Linked DNA regions of Mus musculus: region 2 is linked to region 1. The links are chromatin contacts, called in public Hi-C maps. All regions are on one chromosome and are shown on one strand. The core of a region is the stretch at or near the end of the contact, and the rest is flanking DNA. Distances in the headings are between cores, read along the strand shown. Region 1 has its middle 18 kb from the start of Mtmr7. Region 2 holds the start of Mtus1 (mitochondrial tumor suppressor 1).

Evidence for each region. Hi-C and Micro-C count contacts between places; a contact is called where the count stands out from the background.
Region 2: a Hi-C map of liver shows a contact between it and region 1, with 1.9 times the contacts expected there. The contact joins the promoter of Mtus1 here to the enhancer-like site in region 1. A contact is called at or near these places in 1 of 484 Hi-C or Micro-C datasets (liver) and 1 of 115 datasets of contacts at active chromatin or transcription factors (bone marrow-derived macrophages).

Annotation. Positions count from the first base shown.
Region 1 is chr8:40,649,447-40,656,264 of GRCm38.p6, reverse strand. No RefSeq gene overlaps it. Among named protein-coding and RNA genes, the nearest start is that of Mtmr7, 18 kb to the right of the region's middle. Within about 2 kb of position 2,379, at least 9 of the 459 cell types and tissues checked have an H3K27ac peak or open chromatin away from gene starts, as enhancers often do. A contact at or near this core is called in liver, where this site is marked.
Region 2 is chr8:41,131,014-41,137,831 of GRCm38.p6, reverse strand. Mtus1 (mitochondrial tumor suppressor 1) reads left to right here and starts at 4,106. Exons shown (of 14, transcript NM_001005863.2): 1 at 4,106-4,351.

The DNA.
Region 1 (6,818 bases), core at 1,130-3,629:
TTAAAGAGTTTAAAAAAGATAAGCACCCGTTCTAATGTAGTTTATTCTCTAAAAAATACAGAGCTTAAATTTTTTATTCAAGTAATTATTTCGCCTAAGATGTGACTCCTGAGACTGTATTGGCTACAGTGATGGTCTGGATAGTCACGTGATCAACAGTTGTCAATCACTGATTAAGTAAGCAGCAAGTACCAGGATAGGTGTTAGATCTATAAAACTGGGGAGGTCTTGTAACAGAATACTGTAACACAATGTAGCCAGTGCTGAGGTTAGAGTTCTGGCTGAGGTCTCCAGGAGAACATGAGGTCAGGACAAAGCGCTACCTCAGAGAACTGGGAAAAGCCTCAACAGAAGAGGGGACTTTGAACTGCGTTTTGAAAGACCAGCAGACAATTTCCAGAGAAGGAACAACTGGACATTCCAGCTCCCAACTCTCCCAAGACACAGTTTTAATCTGACCAAACTTTTACTCATAGCTAACTCTGAGTGTCTTGTGTGGCGGTTTGAGTGCTCCGTAGGAGACAGGATGTGTCGGGGAGAGTCGCCCAAAGGATCTCAAGAGTTTCCATGATCCGATGAACTCCAGTGGTGGGAGGGATCTGCTCTTAGTTGGAAGAAAAGAATTCTTGGGGTGAACAGGGTGTGGGACTGTTTCCACAGGAAGGTCTGCAGCTGCCTCTCACAGCTACATTAAACAGCAAAAAGCAAACACTTTCTTCTATTCTTAGCACGCTTTCTTGGCACACGCGTCCAGCTCTGGAAGGATGAAGACAGTTTTCTCCAGTCATAGATGTGTCTTCTTGTTTTGTTTATTTCTTTTCTTCTTTTCTTTTTGTTTTTAATTTTGTTTTGTTGTTGTTGTTGTTTTTAAATCAGCCTTCCTCAGCAACTGGAAAGCCTTTGTCCCAGTCTCATTCTGCGGCAGAGAAGTGCACTTTAAAACGAAGCAATTCACTCCCAAGAAAAAGATATTCCTGCTTATTGTCATTTAACTACAGATTAGTGATGTGCAGGAAATGCAAGGCCCACTTCCCAGGTAGAGCAACAGTTCTCAGTCTTCCTAATGCTGCAGCCCTTTATACAGGTTCCTCACGCTGTCGGGACCCTAAGCATAACCTTACTTCGATACTACTTCCTAACTGTACTCTTGCTACTCTTATGAATCTCAATGTAAGTATCTGATGTGGGACCCCTGGGAAAGGGTCGTTTGACCCTACAGGTTGAGAACACATGGAGTAGAGTGTGCTTGGGACTAAAGCTCTTTGCAGATTCAGAAAACAAAGTGGTCTGAGAGTGAATGGAATGGATCAGATGACTAACTGATGTTCAGCTAGTGAATGAAAGAGAAGCAAGCAAAAAAACAACCTTATAATACATAGTCTCAACAAAAAACATAAAAATTGAAAGACAGGCAGGGAATTCTGATTTCAGTGTGTCATATTGAGTATTCACCTTCACAAAGGAGAGGTAAGTTGCTGATAATTTAAATAATCTCCATTTTTACTCCTCATGAACAGTGTTTGGGGCTATAGTTTAAATCTTAAATCAAAGACAAAACCCTAGAAAAGAGTAATTACTCATCCAAATGATATTTATCTTTTTTAAAAGTTTTTTAAAATTTATTACGTGTGTGTGTGTGTGTGTGTGTGTGTGTGTAACTGTGGGGCCAAAACTTCATGCTACAGTGTGCTTGTAGTTAGAGGTCCACTTGAGAGAGCTGGTTCTTGCCTTCTAGCATATGGGTCCTGAATATAAAACTCAGGCCCATCAGAGTCGGGGACAGCCACCTTTCCTCACCCAACCATCTCACTAGCCTTCCATTAAGTCTTTTGAATAAAGTTTTACAAAGTAATTAAAAGAAAATCATAAAAAGATAGTGATCCTATTTTTAACTTGGATTTTACCTAATTTACTTATTTAGTCTCCAAGGTCCTATCGAGAACTTGAGATGTTTTAATTTTACCTGGTTTTGGACCTGGTACTTGCTAGGCAAGCTAAGCACCCTAAGCTACATCTCTGCCCCTTCATTTCACTTCTTTGGCATTTGTAACTAAAGAGCGACAATTGTTTTGGCACACGCAATTTCATCTCAAACACTCCCTGCCTTAAATGAACACAGGCCTTACTTGAGTAGACAGCTTTTGTGTTTTTCTGTTCTGAGCTGTTGAGAGGAGAGCTCCTTCAGAATTTTTCCTCTTTCTAAGGCTTTATAGCCATTCTTTGGGGCTCGATTGAGGCCATCTTCGTCGCCATCTTCGTCGTAATCCATTCACCTGAGGTGCTCTTGTTGAATGGCTGTTTTCACTGTGCAGTCCTTGGCTTTCTGTGACCCACCAGCTAAGCTTGCAATTGTTTGCCATTTGTTAACTGCCCAACCTCTTACACAGTTGGCTTTCAGAGTCCTGGTGTGGGTGCTGGTTTTCCTCAGGAAGGTCGTTGATGCGTGAGGACAAGACCTTTTCTTCCTGTGGCTTCCACAGAGTTTAGCTCAGCAAATATTTGTTGATCTGAATAATTGGCTAATTCAACAAACGTTTAACAGACAGCTACCATGTGAAATGAACTCACATAGACCCTGGATCTTCTCCTACGTTTCTCTTAGAGGCTGCCAGCAACGCCAAGTCTTTTAGACTTTAAAATCTTCATAGTTTATTCATGAGCCAATAATTTCCGTAAGTTAATCATTTGAAATTTTTGTATTTGGCATAAAGGAAGAGTGGGGGAGAGAGAAAGGGAGGAGATATTGAAACATGTTGTATGCCCGCCCGCGGCCTACTTGAATCGGGTACACCTGAGAGGTAGGCTGGGGCTGAAAAGAGAGAAACTAGAGAGAGAAAACGGAGCCAAGACAAAGGTACTGATCAAGCTAAGAGAGTGTGCTTATAAGGGGGAAGGCCCATCCCCCGTAAGTCCATTCTTGGTATCTGGAGATAGATAGGATGTTCCTCCAGAATATCTCAAGGGCCTCGCAGCAGGTAGCAGTGTCTTGGAGGAGAGCAGTGGCTGGTGACAGAACAATAGAGCCATCTAGGTCGGAAGGCTCCACCCTAGGTAATTTTCTTAGTGGCAAGCAAGGTCAAAGTCTGGATCAGCCTGCTTTGAGGCTGGGGGAGGCTACAGAAACAGTTATGTGATATTAAAAATCTAAAGATTTGGTTTATTTTATATCTTATTTGACATTTCCCTCTATACTGTAATTTACTACTAACGTCAGCTACTATTACTGTGACGTAAATCACTATAAATGTTGTCCCTGCGCTGATGTGACATATCTCTGTGAAGTTGAGACTCAGACACTTCCCTTGACCCTCTAACAAGACGTGATCCCTTGGGTGAAAAATTCCAATGGATTATGTGATTCCAGAACGTTAGCATCACTAGTAACATGGTGACCTCATCAACAGCTGTGCCAGTGGAAGAACGGGTGTGAGAGTGTGAGTTAGGACCTGTGATTCTGAATATAACTATATAACTTAGCTATCGTACTTCTTAAGAAAACAAAATTAAGATTTTCCCTCATAATTATCACAATGTCTATAGTCTTTCTTTTTCTTTCTTTTTTTGTTTTTGTTTTTTTTGTTTTTTGAGACAGGGTTTCTCTGCATAGCCGTGGCTGGCCTGGAACTCACTTTGTAGACCAGGCTGGCCTCGAACTCAGAAATCCGCCTGCCTCTGCCTCCCGAGTGCTGGGATTAAAGGCGTGCACCACCACGCCCGGCTTGTCTATAGTCTTTCTTTACAGTGTTATTATGAAAAAAAATTATAAACTATACCAGAATACATGGTGCTATTGCTTATGATTTCAAATTTTATGTTGGTCCTTAGTCCTCCACAACTCACTGGACAAATGTTTTTTTAATTTGTCTTTAGAATTATCTATTTTATGTGTATGATTGTTTTGTCTGCATCTTTGTAGACTTTATCAGGTAAGGGTAGGTCTCTCTGCCTAAGTTGCCTAACATCATTTTTTTTTTTAAATTGGGAATGATATTACTTTGTGAGATGACTTTTCTGTATCTGTTAAGAAGGCAATACAGATTTGTTTTATTTTTCTTTAGTCTAATACTATGATGAATTTTATCTATATTTTTATTCTTTTATTTTAAATGATACGCATCAATTCTAACTTATGTGTATGAGTGTTTTGCTTATATGCATGAATTTGTACCATATGCATGTCTGGTACCCTGGGAGTCAGACGAAGGCATTGGATCCCTGGGAACTGGAGTTAGGATTGTTGTAAGCTACCATGTGGGTACTGGGAACTGAAATCGGATCCCGAGCAAGAGTACTCTTAACTGTTGAGTCACTTCTCCAAATCCTATAGTTTATTCTTAAACCAACCTACATTCCTGGCATAATAAAAAAAGTTTTCAAATAAAGAAATTGGATTTGAGCCAGGCGTGGTGGCACACGCCTTTAATCCCAGCACTCGGGAGGCAGAGGCAAGCAGATTTCTGAGTTCGAGGCCAGCTTAGTCTACAAAGTGAGTTCCAGGACAGCCAAGGCTACACAGAGAAACCCTGTCTCAGGAAAAAAAAAAAAAAAAAAAAAAAAAAAAAAAAGGAAAAAGAAATTGGATTTGAATTTAATATACCTTTCTGCTCAGTGGTAGTAGTATAATCTAGTTGCTCACAAAAGATTGTTTTAAAAGCTATTGCTTTTTAGAATTATTCAAAATTTTAATGAAATGTTTTAAAGTACATAATTTGAAACAAAACAGCTTGTGAAGATTAAAGGCAGTGGGCATGTAGTCTTCTCAGTAGCAACACATTTGAAATGATGTGGCAGGCAGGTTGAAAGACTCATCAGTTCACCGAGAGCAAGGATTTCGTGAATACACCTGTTCATATAACTCTATTTTCTCCCCTCTTGGTGAGATCATTGGCTGGGAAATTTTGCAAATCAAATCCCTTTTAGAGTTGTCTCTTCAAAGGAGAATGTGGGACCAATGTCTTGGGAGTCTATGCTATCCACATGGCGGACAGATCCAAAATGACTCAATGGTAACACTGCACAACAGCTACAGCTTCCAAAGAGATGTGGCAGGATCATAGTTAAGTTTAAAAATCCGGGCAGGAAATGACTGCTGTCACCAAAGGGCAATTACAAGATTCCCCCAGGCTTCAGAAAGCAATATGCAGCTGAGTATACTGAGCAGGCAGCCAACTAAGCAGTAATTACCTCTTGCTGTGGAGCCACGGGGCCAATCAGCTATTGGCTGTTTCATTAAACGGGTTAAGCAGGTTGGAACAAATTCAAACGTCTAGATGATATGAAAGGATCAAGAGGTAGTCTGCAAGGTTGTTAACAGCACACAAGCAAAGGCTTAGAGTATTTGCAACCCAGTAGCTGCTGAGGAAGGATTTAAAAATAAAAGTACAAAGAGCTGAGTTTCTTAGACTTACTGTATAGGCTTCGTTCAGTTTTCTTCCTGAATGCCTACTGGTTTCTCTATTAGTGCGATTGTAAGGTGGATGGTGTCTTAGGGCTACTATTGCTGAGATGAAACGCCCCGACCAAAGCAGTTCCAAACAGTTCATTATCAAAAGCAGTGTGGGCAGGAACCCTGCAGGACAGAATCTGCAGGCAGAAGCCCATGAAAGGCACCTTGGAGTAGCGCTGCTTGCTTCTCTGGGCTTGTTCAGCTTGCTTTCTTACAGAACTCAGTACCACCTCATGGGGGATGGTGAAGAGGTCAGCTCAGGAACTAACACTTGAGCACCCCTCCCCTCCGGGAAGGGAGAGGCTAATTAACATTCCTCCAACCACAGGTGGGGGAACCCACCATCAGCCATCAGCCAGCCACCTGCGGGTTGGGGGAGGCCCAGAGCACATAGACACATTGGCCACCTACAGACAAGGGGAGTTCTTGCCGCCCTAAAGACCAATCAGTTTAAACGTCACACTGTTCTGCCAATCACATTGTGCCTAATGGCTGCTGCTCTGAAAACTGTATAAAAGCTCACCGACCGAGGTCCCTAGGGTCGCCACCTCTCCTTCGAGTGGAGGACGACCCCAACACATTGGAACAATAAATTCCTCTTATTTTTTTTGCATCGATTCTCAGCTCCTCGAGGTTCACTCGGGGCGTCCCTGGAAGCTAAGGCTCGCCAGAGTCTTACAATAGCACCACCCACAATGGTTGGGATTCGCTCATGGATCACCAATTAAGAAAACACCTTACATATGGAGACATTTTCTCCACTGATGCTCCCTCCTGTCTGATGACTCTAGCTTGTGTGAAGCTAACACAAACCAGCCAGCACAAATGACTCCTTGCGAACTTGCCTCGAAAACACATCACTTTTCAATTAGAACCTTCCCTTCATCCATCTCCCAAGTTGAAATGTTGATATTAAGTCTCACAGTCCTTACAAAATCAAACACATTACAAGTTCAGTCTCTTTAAAATAGTCACACTCACCGCCGGGCGTGGTGGCGCACGCCTTTAATCCCAGCACTCGGGAGGCAGAGGCAGGCGGATTTCTGAGTTCGAGGCCAGCCTGCTCTACGAAGTGAAGTCCAGGACAGCCAGGGCTATACAGAGAAGCCCTGTCTCGAAAAACCAAAAAAAAAAAAAAAAAAAATATTCACACTCTTCAAAAATACAAAATTTTCTTTAAAGGCTCAAAGTCCTTTAGCCGTGGATGCCTATAAAAATAAAAATTAAGTTAAATATGTTCTTGGCAGGGGTGGGGGTGGGGAGGGAAGAACCAGGATGCAGTCACAAAATCAAACTCCAATTGTAAATAACTCAGTGATCTTCTGGGCACTTCCAAAGGGCTTGGATCACCTCTCTGGCTCTGTCCTATGCA
Region 2 (6,818 bases), core at 2,857-5,356, 480 kb before region 1:
ATCTATTTATAGCCAAACTCTGATCTTCTAATGCTGCTCTGAGGCTGGGATGAAATTAGCCTGGTTCCTGAAGAGAGCTATCTTTGTCCATGTGTGCATGCTCTGAGGATCGAACTCAGGACCTAGGGCCTCACACTCTGCAGGTAAGTGCTCTACCACTGGGCCACAATATGTTGTCATTTTTTATTTTCTCCTGCCATGCCCCATTCATTAATCTTTATCTGAAAAAGGAAAGTTTTTTTTTTTTTCAGTTTTCCTTCCTTTAAGTAACATCTTTTGAAAATGGCAGTTATAAACGGGTTGGGACACTTGGACACCTTAATTTGTTGCTCAACATTCTATTTACTGTTTTTCCTGCCTTATGTTAAACATGTTTCCTCAATGGGTGATTTTAAGAATTTGCTTTCTTTTGTCTCTTAGAGATGTCCAAATCCCTGCTCAATGGGAAGGTGATAGAAGTAAGTTTAAGAAAGTAACAAAAAAAAGGAGTGAATTGGAGTAAAGAAAAAAAGGACTCCAAGGGAGCCAGGCAGTGGTGGCACACGCCTTTAATCCTAGCACTTGGGAGGCAGAGGCAGGCAGATTTCTAAGTTCAAGGCCAGCCTGGTCTACAGAGTGAGTTCCAGGACAGCCAGGGCTATTCAGAGAAACTCTGTCTTGAAAAAAAAAAAAAAAAAAGGACTTCAAGGGACTCCTGGAGTTTAGCCCTTGAGAATTAACCCCTTCTGATGTAATGTGACCCTGGGGAAACAGGCTCAAGCCTTACTGCAGATGTCAATGCTAGGGAAAGGAATTGACAATCTCACCATTGTCAACAGGATCACAGCACATTTGCTAGACTTTGAGGGTGGAAGTCTTTTTATTTAAATGAACTAGAGAAGAAGCAAAGTTAAAAGCAACTATTTAACATTTTTGCTTCCCCCTGATTAGAGGACAAGCAATATGATCATTTATCTTATTAATGGAAAAACATAGTCATTTAAAAGAAAAAAAAAAGAAAGAAAGAAAAGATTTATTTATTTTATGTATGTGAGTTCACAGTTGCCTGTCTTCAGACACACCAGAAGAGGGCATCGGATCCCATTACAGATGGTTGTGAGCCACCACGTGGTTGCTGGGAATTGAACTCAGGACCTCTGGAAAAACAGTCAGTGCTCCTTACCAGTAAACCATCTCACCACCCCAACATGTTCATTCTTTATGGCCGATCTCAAGTGGGGGAAGCATCTTTAAAATGTCTACTATTAACATGGATCAAAATGTAGAACATGTGAAATTATATTAAATAAAAACTTTCTCTTCAAAATTGACCCTTTGGTGTCTGGACTCCATTTTAAAACACAACCAGCTACATCAATTTCTTGAAGTTTATTTGGGGAGTTTATTTGGGAAGTGTATTTTTACATATTATTTTGTTTATAGGAATAAAATACTATACAATATAAGTATATGGATTTTCTCTGCCTAATAGAAATGGCAACATGCTAGTAGATAATTGTTTTGCACTTAAAAATATGCACACGATGTATCTTAGATTATTTTATAATAATAAAAGATCTGTGTCATTCTTTTTCAAGTCCTCATAGGATTTGTTTTATGATTATGCCATAACTCTTTTTTAAACAAACTCCTTATAATGAGTTCTTCATCAATCAGTATGTTGTTTCTCAATATGTTGTTACTAGACACAAGGCTGACATAAACAAGGCTTTATACTCATGGAAGTTCCGCAGGGTAATATAAGATAAGCTCTCATTGAGGGGTTTCTAGTGAAAATAACCTGTGCATCTTTATTTAATCAGTTAGGATTTTGAATTTCCCTCTATGGAAGTCGCTCTAGGTTACGTTTACATCTGCACTCTGACTGCCTCTCTTCTCATTATACCAACGCCCGGTGGCTATCGCATGTTCTCATCTTTGACACTCTGCCAAGTGAAACAGGGATTTTTAAATAGAGTCTTCAATTTTCATTTTTCCTCCCAGAGGATAAAACATGCTAACTTTTCTTTAGAACAGAACACCACGAAGTTATGCAGAGTTGTCTTCTTATCCTTAATTCTGGACTCTGGAGCAGGTCAGCATTCAAGTTCAGAGGTCAGGAACATGGCTATATGCCCAGAACCAAGAGGGATAGAGAAGCCAATAGGCCTTAGTTCATGACCATTTGGCTGGACAGAGTCTCTGATGATGCCCCCAGATCACTTCTGATTATGGGAATGCAATGAGAAGCTAAGGTTCTGATTTCCACACCTTCAAAAAAGTGACAGTCACATCTGCACCGTGACTGCCTCTAAACTGTGACGTATCTCCAATTACTTCAGTGAGTGGTTGTTTTTTTAAATTTTGTTTTCTTCTTTCAATTTATCTTACAGAAATAAAAAGTAAAACTGATTCCATATTCATACATAGAACTAAGTCGCACAATGGAATGCAGTGGTGGTGGGAATCTGGATGTGTGTGGATTATATTGGGCCAAATCATCGGGGGCACGTGGCTTATAAAGGCTTAAATAATATGTTTAACACAAGGAGGATTTTCCTTAGGGAGGAAGCATGTTGCTAATTAGCATAATTATCTCATGACTTGCCAGAAAAAAACATCCGGGGCTTTTTTTTTTTTTTGGTTTTGTTTTGTTGGGTGCCTTTTGCTCAAGGGAGAATTGTCCGATGGTTTTTAATGCTGTGCCACTTTAAAACTAGTCACATGATTTTTTTCCTAACGTCAGACAGAGTTGATATTACGACAGGGATTTCAAAGATAAGCAAGAGGTGTTATCTACTGGAATATGGAGGGAAAAAAAGGGGGAGTCGGGCCTGCTCGGCTGGGTTTGTGCCTGCCTTGGCTGCCCTCACAGTGTGACCATGTGCAAGTCACTTGGCTTTTCTGAGCTTCGGTTGCCTCACTCAAATAATAGAGATAATAATCTAACCTATTTACAGCAGGGTCTACTTGTGAGCGAAGAATGGATCATTGTTCACGTGAAAGCACTTAAAGCTATAAACAGCAAAGCTATTAGATCATCCAGCATTCGTGGTATAGGCAACCTCTGAAATGCTGCTTCTGCTCCCTCACCCCCACCCCCGTCCCCCGCCTCTGCGCTCCAAGAAATGTACTGAAAATGCTTTTTCAGCAATCCCAGGCCACGTAGTTTTATATATGTATACACACATGCATACATTAAACTTAGAGTTCTGGGTTGTCTGACATGTTCAGGAATGTTTTTATCTGTTACAAGCAGGCTATCAATCTTTAGGGAAAAAACCTTATATTAAAATATGCTTAGTGGAGGCTGAAATTTCCTCAGTTTGATTCAAGAACAAGGACTTTGGCTTTCAAGTGGCCAGACCTAGCTTCTCTTCCTAGCTTCTCCCACTACCCCAACCCCACCCCCATCTGAACTTCTAACAGTCGGAGTGCTGGTTTCTTTAATCTTTAATAGGTGCTCGCTAGTAATCTGCTCGGAAGTCTGAAGACAATATAGGGCGCAGGTGGGACTCTCCGAGAACAATCAGTGCTGCTTCCTTATAAACCCTTACGCTGATAAGCCTGCAACTTCCCCACCTCCCAACTCCAAAGCCCTTCGCGGGACAGGGAATTCTGGCTGCGAGGGGACCCAGGAGGAGCCAATCCTCCCTCTGGCTAGCTAGCCTGTCCGACGGTCCTGGGGCCCCAAAGTTGGGCTTGGCAGAGCTTAGCTTTCCCACCAGGACGTGAATGGTTTGGGGTCGCGCGGGACAGCCAGCCAAGCGCGCAGTCAGCAGCGGTGGCTTTGCGACACACGTGGCAACAGGTGCAGCGCGATCCAGGACGTACGCCCGGGGCTTGTGGCTTATGTTGACGTTTAGCCAGGGAGCCCGACCCGGCTGGCGACCGTAGTGGAGCTCCGCGGGAGTCATCGTGCCTCAAGGAACCCCTGCTCGTCTCTCAGGTTAGTTTTTTTGGGGGGCACTGCCCCTTCTGCCCCCCTCTCCCCCCCGCAACCTGGCCTTTGTCTGGGCTCTAGGAGCCGCCGCGGGCGAGGGGCGAGGCCACCCAGCCCAGGATCCTCCGCCTTCGCTCCTCCCCCTGGCGGCCCGGGGCGGGGAGGCTGGGACGCCCGGGCTCCGGGTTCCCGGTTCCCGCCTGGCCGCCAGGGTGCTGGTGCGGGTTGGGGTCGATCTGCAAGCCCCAGGTACAGACGTCTCCAAGGCAGGACCCGCCGAGGGTGCAGAACGCCGTGGCTCCCCCCAGGGCTGGCTCCCCGGCTCTGCGGGCAAGCGCGGAGTGGATCCCATTCCGTCGCCCATCCCGGCCGCGGTGGGGACCTCCGGAGAACGAGGAGCTGGGGAGCGGCGACTGCAACGCACTCACGGTGACCGGACTGGCTTTCCGGGGAGGGGGGCGGGTGTCCTAGTGGGTTTCAAAGTAGGAGGAGTGGGGAGGCTGAGCTCACGTGGGACCCGCGGGGCTCCTGCAGGACAGCGGGCTGCAGTTGCTGTCACCTTGAAAGTGACCGAGGCGGTGGGTTTATTGTGGATAAAGGACAACTGTCAAGTTTGCATCCTCGGTGGAAAGCCGCCCACCAAGCGCTGGATTCTGGCTCTGGACCTGGCAGCCTCAGGCTTCCGGCTGGGCGACTTGCCGGGGTCCATTCCCACTAAGCAGTCAGGGCAGAAAATATGGGAGAAAGGGAATTAGTGCAGTTCCCCAGGTCCTCATGCGGGTTTTACTCCCTGCAGCCTGCGGGTTCTTACAAACTCTAAGGGAAAGCCCACGTTGAGGGTCGCCGTATTGATTACTCAATAGAGGACTTAGCTCGAATTTCCGCGAAGTCTTTGCGCCCCCCCCCCCAACTAGGGTGATCTGTTCACTTTTCACTTGTAAAAGTGACACATTGAATTGTAAACATAGCTTGCATACTGGCACTCACTCTGCAAAATGCTACTTTTAAATTGTCTTGTGTTCTACCAGAGGAAATCCAGTGTATTTTGTTTGTCTTAAAACCAGAGTCTTAGGCAAAACAGGAGGAAAGCGAGCTTTCATGTTCTGCCAGGTGATTGGAGTTCAATCAAGGTATCAAATCACAGCGCGGTGGGGGTGGGAGTGGATTCCGGGGATCCGGAGACAACTTGTGGGAGGGCAAAAAAGAGGTGGGGTCGGGCCCCCGCTAAACATATGACCTCTGTAAGGAATGTTTTACAAATAGGTTATCAGTTTAAATAGTTCATCCCCGTTCTCTCCAGCAATCCCTTTAGGGCAATCTGTACTCTGTTGTGTGGGTGTGTTTAAACTTCTTGTTTACAGATTTATTTCTCAAGAACTGTATCGATAAGAAAAGTTATGCAAGAAAACCTGTTCCTGCCCTGTTTTTTTAAAAAAGGCATAGAATTTAGTTTAAAATACTTTTAAAATGTTGTATCGATCTTCACCTGAACCCTCTCTCCACTGCCCCGGCCCCCCCCCCCCGTGACCCACCCCCTTGTTCAATGGATGGAGCGAAGAGTTTTGTATATACCAAACACCTGGATTATCATTGATAGCTGCCCCAGCCCCTCACCTGTTCCTTTTAAAAACTAGATTTATGTGGGAAACAAATTGTGTTTGGGAGAGGTCTGTACCTTTTAATTAACCGTTAGGAATTCAAGGATAATTTTTGTAGGGTTTAGCTAGGATTGTGAAATTCTGGATAAATTTCTTGTAGACTTTTTGGAAACTAGAGTTACAAGAATTAAGCTTTTAAGAAGCATGTTGATTAGTAACCCTGAGAGCTCTGATTTCAACCGGAATGGACCGCTGATGTATACAGTTTGATACATTCAGGAAAATAAGAGTCAATCCCACCATTTCTCTTTTTCTCCCCTTTGTAAACTATAATGAAAATTCCCCCATTATATAAAGCCTTCAAAATCTTAATAAGTGTTACACATTATATTCTATACACGTGTCGATTTACTTAACCTTGTTTTACAAGCTGATCTTTTCATTTTCAGTTACTGTAATTAAATATGCTATTGCAACCCTTAATCGCTTTTAAAATTTTGTCTGCAAGGTAGGTTTCCTTAGGATAAAGTCCTTGGAAATCACAATTAGTGGTGCAAAAGTTTCTTTTAAAAATATTGAACTTTGGTCTCCAAAACGCCTTAGTCAAACTAAGCAGACCAGAACTGGCTCTTGTGTTACCGTCTTTCTAACACCCTTAAAAGGAAGTAGTATTGCCAGCTTTATAGGTGAAGAGTGCAATCTTGGTATTTATGTTTCCATTTCTAGGATTGCAAATGTTATCAAGTACCCCACATGGGTTTCTAGTTCCTTTTCTTGTTTTCTTTTCATTTTGAGACAGGGTTTCTTTGTGTAGCCTTGACTATCTTCAAATTTGTCCTGTAAACCAGGCTGGCCTTGAACTCAGAGATCTGCTTGCCTCTGCCTCCCAAGTGCTGGGATTAAAGGCATGTGCTACTACATCGGGATAGTTTTCCTTTTATTTCAGTGTAGCATCACATTTTCCTCTTGGGATATTGGCATTTTTCTACTTATAAAAACCTCCTCCAGGCCGTTGGGTTGGCATACATCTGTTCATACTGCAAATATTTTTCTCAATTTGTGTTTGCCCTGTAAACACATTTATAGATGTGTTGACTTCCAGAAGTGTACTTCAGTGTTGTCAAACATGTTGGTTTTTCCCAAAATGGATGTTTAGTAGTTCTGAGTCACAGTTTAGGAACCACATATGGCTGTCACTTCTGGAACTATGACTACAACTTCTATGTTCTGCAGTAGCTGCTGTTGTGCAATTTTTTTTTCCTTTTGCACATGTTAATGACAAATTGTGGAGAATGGTA